Linked DNA regions of Mus musculus: region 2 is linked to region 1. Evidence: chromatin contacts called from public capture Hi-C data. All regions are on one chromosome and are shown on one strand. The core of a region is the stretch at or near the end of the contact, and the rest is flanking DNA. Distances in the headings are between cores, read along the strand shown.

What was found. Capture Hi-C pulls out chosen DNA fragments and counts their contacts.
Region 2: a capture Hi-C map of embryonic stem cells shows a contact between it and region 1, with 4 times the contacts expected there. The contact joins two enhancer-like sites. A contact is called at or near these places in 3 of 484 Hi-C or Micro-C datasets (CD4 T cells and embryonic stem cells), 4 of 115 datasets of contacts at active chromatin or transcription factors (astrocytes, craniofacial prominence and embryonic stem cells) and 1 of 9 other capture datasets (embryonic stem cells).

What each region holds. Positions count from the first base shown.
Region 1 is chr11:20,654,486-20,657,349 of GRCm38.p6, reverse strand. No RefSeq gene overlaps it. Among named protein-coding and RNA genes, the nearest start is that of Sertad2, 24 kb to the right of the region's middle. Within about 2 kb of position 1,464, at least 172 of the 459 cell types and tissues checked have an H3K27ac peak or open chromatin away from gene starts, as enhancers often do. A contact at or near this core is called in astrocytes and embryonic stem cells, where this site is marked.
Region 2 is chr11:19,833,946-19,836,809 of GRCm38.p6, reverse strand. No RefSeq gene overlaps it. Among named protein-coding and RNA genes, the nearest start is that of Spred2, 89 kb to the left of the region's middle. Within about 2 kb of position 1,474, at least 118 of the 459 cell types and tissues checked have an H3K27ac peak or open chromatin away from gene starts, as enhancers often do. A contact at or near this core is called in astrocytes and embryonic stem cells, where this site is marked.

The sequences.
Region 1 (2,864 bases), core at 215-2,714:
CTGAGCCAGGCTGAAGCCAGCCAGGGATTTCTGCTTGGTGACAAGTCCACAATATTGCCTTACGTGACCTGTGGCCCCTGGAAGGCAAAGCAGTGTGTTCCCAAATGTGCAGAAAGGGCCTTGCAGCACACTCAGATGTCTTCTTGAGCCAGCTGTGCTGCCTTACCTAAACCTTTCTGGACCCGGGGTTTTCCTTTTTAAAAAACCTCAGTAAGACGGTGATCTGAGACAGAAATGCTTTCCAGACATAGCTTTGCCCACCCTCGTGGTTCTGCGTTTCCGGCTGGCCGCTGGGGTATCGCAGAGATGACTCTTGGGGAGGCGGTACTCAGAGGAGCTGGTCTGCATTTCTTCCTCGCCACTGGGGTGCCCGCTGGGGTGCCGGGCTGCTCAGAGCAGGCACACACCCTGCCTCCAAAGGAACCCTAGTCCCAGCTGCTGACTGATCAGAATCCCTCCCCCATCCTGGGCCTGACCCTCTACAGAATGCAGCACCAGTGTCTCCGAGCCCAGAGCGGACGCCCAGCCGACCAGCCCCCAGACAAAGGCCCCATGATGCAGAGGACAAGCCAGAGTCTGTGTGCCAACCAAATTCAACTTCAAGTAGGCATGCAGGATGAAGGGGGGCTGACGAAGAGGAAAGAGGTGAGAGAGAGAAAGATGGGAGGACGAGGTTTCCCCTTTATCAGGACTGGTCTGGCAAGACCAAGGGTTTGGCTCCCAGTGGGCGCTGGCTCTGTGACTACATCAGTCATCCCCTCCACGGTGGGTCGGCATATGTCTGGGGCTATGGGAGGGAGATTCTCCTCGGTAGGTAGAGACGCTAGATTCGCCTCTCCCAGTGGCTTTGGTCCCTGGTGATTTCGGTTGCAGAGACTTCCTCCTATGGCCGGCTGCTGATCCCAAGGTTTTCATGGCTCAACCTCTCCAAGTCTCCCCAAGCCTTCAGCAGGGATGGGCATGACTGAAGCACCCGCTAGTGCTGCAGGCCACACACCCCCCAAATCGGCACACTCACAGCTGTCTGGAAAACACTTGGTAGCTGTGCACACATCAGAAACTGTTCTCATCTCTGGACCCTCTCCAGACCCAACTGCAAGGGGAGCATGGATCGGGCTGACTTGCCTCAGCCTGCCAAAGTGCAGGCCACATGGCTCTGTCTTCAGCCACTCAGCTGAATCCCGAGGCAGCCTTCTCCTCTGCTTGGGTGCAGAAACGGGGCGACACACTTCCCACATCTGAAAGACAAGCCTGTCGGGCCGAGGAGGGAGGGGCCTGACTCCCTAAGGTTGGGTTCCTCTCAGACTTCTCCCAGGAACACAGGCTTGTGCTAGGGGCATTGAGAGCTTCCTCAGCCTACCACCCCTCCCCCACTTTGCCTCCAGCCTTTCTCCAGCTTGTGCTCTGCAGCCATTTCTTGTCACTGCTGAACAATAAGCCTTGCAGGCAGCTGGCAGCTTGGCCCTGCCTGGGAGGCGGGGGAAGTCTGTAGCACTATGGGGCTGAGACAGCCAGACTGCTGCAGAGAGGGTTCCCAGCTCCAGGGACAATGTCACCATGTGCTGTCTGATCCTGTCGTGCACAGGACAAGCCATCCCAGATGCCTCCAAGGGTGGCACCTTAGGGCCTTCAAGAGTTTTTTTCAAATCCTTTTGGTCTGCAGTCCAAGACCAGCCCTCCCACTGTGATAACAAACAAGGAGAGGCCAGATAGCCAGCCTCATCTTGCTCCCAATAAGTTACTAACCTCAAGTCACATTGCCAAAGTAAGGGAGTCTGAGAACACCCAGAGTGCTCAGTCACAGAAAGTTCTCCCTACTGGCTAACTGCTGGTCCTACTGGCTGCTCCTCTCCATACCTTAAGGTAGTGATGTAGGTATGTCAGGAGGGGCACACCTCCCCCCAACCCATCCCAGACCCGGGGAAGAGTTTTCAGGTCTCCAAACTATAGGCAAGATATGCTGTGCTAAAAAGACTGGAGAGAAACTATAGCCTCAGCAACTCAGGTGGCCAAGACAGAAGCACTTACATGCAGGTGTTTGAGACCAGCTGGGATAACAACCGGTTTCCATACACACAAAACCAAACTTATTTAGGGCTGGAGAGAAAGAGAGGAGCAGGCTTGGGGTTGGTGACAAAGGGTCTTCTAATGAGCCAAGCTGAATGCTACTCCTCTGAAGCCATAATCAGGCTCCTTAGAGCAGAAGACCAGACCCCTCATAGGCCTAGAGCTTTCTGAAGATATCCCCCTCCTATGTGGCTTGGCTGTTAACCCTGTTCCCTCCTCTCCAGCACTCTGGTACACTGGGGCTCCCTGGACACCCAAGCCAATTAATCTCTTTAGGGGTAAACGTCCACCTTACTGAAAGCCTGTCTGCCTTGTTTGCGCCAACACTATCTTAAGGATTGTGTGGGTTGCAGTATCACTTTGGCAATGTGTCTCTGTAAAGGGCCAAATGGCAACTCCTTTGAACTAAGAGTCAGTACAACTGTACCTGCTCAGCTGTACTATGGAGTCAGACATCAGCCCTAGGGACGCATACCTAAGTAAGCACGGCCATTGTCTGGGGCCACTCTACTGCTTATTAACACTGGCAGTGTATAGTTTGTGGGGGTGTGACGTGACGACGTCTGGAGAAGACGAAATCCCAGGGTTCCTGTTCTTCAGAACTGTAGTGTTGCAAAGAAAACCTGTGTGCAGCTCAGGTGAAGCCAGGACAGAATTTGTTCTTGCAAAGTCTGGAGCCCTGAAAGAGTTGAGGACAGGATGGGCTCTTATGAGGAGGATGCGGAGACGGATTCATGGACAGGCATTTGAGGTTGGCCTTGAAATGAGGCTGTTCTGCACCAGAGTGTGGGAGCAAG
Region 2 (2,864 bases), core at 225-2,724, 820 kb after region 1:
AGAGCAGCAAGCGCTTTTTTTTTTTTTTAAGATTTATTTATTTGTTATATCTAAGTACACTGTAGCTGTCTTCAGACACACCGGACAAGGCTGTCAGACCTCATCACAGATGGTTGTGAGCTGCCATGTAGTTGCTGGGACTTGTACTCGGGACCTTTGGAAAAGAAGTCAGTGCTCTTAACCGCTGAGCCACCTCTTCAGTACCAAGAGAAAATGCTTTTTTTTTTTTTTCTCTTCCTGGGCAAAGAATCTTTGGCTTTCACTATCTTCTCAGAAGAGTCTGTGACGTAAGAATGAACCACTGGTGTAGCAGAATCTTGCAACAGGGACGTTTGGCCATGTGTTGCCCCTCTTTGGCTTACAAGAGTGTGCAGAAAAGGCGGTGTGTGGAGGGCACTGTCTTGCCTGGGCTTGCTGCCTTTGACATTGCAGGTCTATGCTGCTGCTAAGAGGAGGTGGCTGGGGAAGAGATTCAAGGAGATGGGGTGGGGGTGGGGGTGGGGATGGCAGGTGACTGAAAGAGTGTGCACATCTGACAATCTGCCTATATCCCAGGTGCCAGATGTTTGCACCAGCTGCCCAGGGTACAGCCTGTAATCCAGGAACTTTGTAGCAGAGTGGGTGGTCCTTGTGGACATTAAGTGGGAACACTGGCAAGCAAAGGCAGTCCTCCAGTTTCCCAGGTGTCTCTGCTCTCACCTGCAAAGGATAAAAGTGACCCAGTCTGAAGGGCCCTGTGGCTGGCCAGATAACAGGCTTGCAACCAGAGGCACCGTTATTGGCAGCTTTTTCTCCCATCTGGAGCTGTAGGTGGTCTCTGTGGCCCCTACCAGAAGTATCCAAATAGATCCAGACCCAGAGTACGGGCTGGAAATGTGTGTGCAGGCTACCTGGCTGTTTCTTTGAGCATCCTGGGTTTAGTGTAATGGATGTTGTCTGAGGCTGAACTTGCCTGAACAAGGTTCCTCGTGGGACTTTCTTCTTTCAGAGTCAAGTCCATGTTTCCTTTGACAGAATCACAGTGCTCTTTCTGCCTAAGGACAGTTCATCCTATACCACACGATTCATCCTTGCAAGCGGATGGCAGCTCCTCCTATCCCTGCTAAAGGAGGAGTCATATCGTGGGCTCAGCCCCTGAGCAGCTTCATGCATATTACATTTAGGCTTCTGCACTGTGTGCACGATCCATACTGGAGGGATATTTATTTCCAGACCCGCCACATGCTCCCTGAGGCAGCCCCCACACAGATTTTAATTGCTAAACCGACTTATTCTGACTCAGTGTCTGTTTAGTAAAATGTCTGGAGATACAAAAGGGGGGGAGATAGGGGAGCTGGGCCAGATGCTGTCTGTGACTAACAGGACATCCACCAGAGGGGGCTGAGCAGCTCACTGGCATGTCATAGGTGGGTGGGCTTCTCAGAGCTCTTAGCTGTGCTCCATTGTGCTAAAACTGTAGTTGTGAATAAGCAATTGCATTAGAGCCTCTCGGCTGAGCTGACTCACTGCTGGTGACTGTTTCTGAGGAATGCCTCCAGGTCACAGGCTGCTCCAGCTTGTGGAGGCCAGGAAGCCAGCAGAGATCTCCTGAGTGTGCTCTTGACCTGGGCTCTGGCCCCTTGTTCCTCACCCCCTTTGTGGTGCCAGCCAGGGGTCTCTGAGAAAAGCGGGAGGTGGGGACTACACACCGGTTTCAGGGTGAGACTTGGGTTTGGTAGTGCTTAAAATCTTCAAAATCTTCCCCCTTTCCTTATTTATCTTTCTTTTCCTTCCTTCTTTTTTGAGGGGAACAGAGGGACACACACATGCACGCACACACACACACAAACACACACACACACACACACACACACACACACACACACACACACACACGGGGGTGTGGAGGTTGGTTCACCATGTAGCCTAGGTTATATAATCCTCCTGCCTTAGCTTTCTGGGATTACAGCTATGCAACTTCCTGGCCCAAGCCTTCAACATTCTCATTTATGGTTTTTGAGTCATCCTCCAAGGGCGGCCTGGGCACCCGTGCAGGCCTCTGTGCCTCCGGCATGAGGGAACCACCAGCTCGCTGAGCTGAGGCCCAAGTGCTCAGCTGCTTGTTGTAGCACGGATCACGTAAAATGTCACTGTCCTCCTCCCTGACGGTGCTGTCTTGAGTCTTTGTGACACAGCATTCCTGCTAAAGGATTGCTTCTAAGAGCTCCAGTAACAATTGAGGGAGTGTGGAGGTAAATAGATGGGATCTTTTGTCATTAATAATTGAATTTGAATTCACTCATATTTTGAAAGAACAGGGAAGCAGGCCCACAGGTTTTAGTAGTGAAACCTTTTGAGAAAGAGATCAGGGGAATCACAGAGTGCAGGGTCTGAGGCCATGGGAGGAGGCCGGGGCTACCGAGGCTACTGGACACTGTTAACACCACAATCCAGCTACTGCCAGCTGGGGCGACATTGCCACCATTTCTCCTCCATACAGACTTGTTAATGGATGCAGACACATTTGCCATAGCTCACGGGGCTTCACTGTTATTTAATGGGTCGAATCTGGGATGCTAGTTACAGATCCCATAATGCAGCCATCAGAGAAGAACCATCAAGCCCTAACACTGACAGGGCCACTTTGGTCATCCGGGCTACAAAGCATAGCAGTCATGCACCCACCCGTGTCCTCTCCCTTCTGTGGCCTGCCTTTGACATCACCTGAGTGACTTCCCCCAGCCCTGTTGAGAGCATTGTGTGTGCCAGGCACAGTGTCTTGATGTCCAGGTACAGCTGAGGCCAGTCAGGGAATGTGTCTGAAGACAGCCATTCTGTCTAGGGAACTTGGTCTCTATGCACTGGGTGGGAGTCTCCCAAGGCAG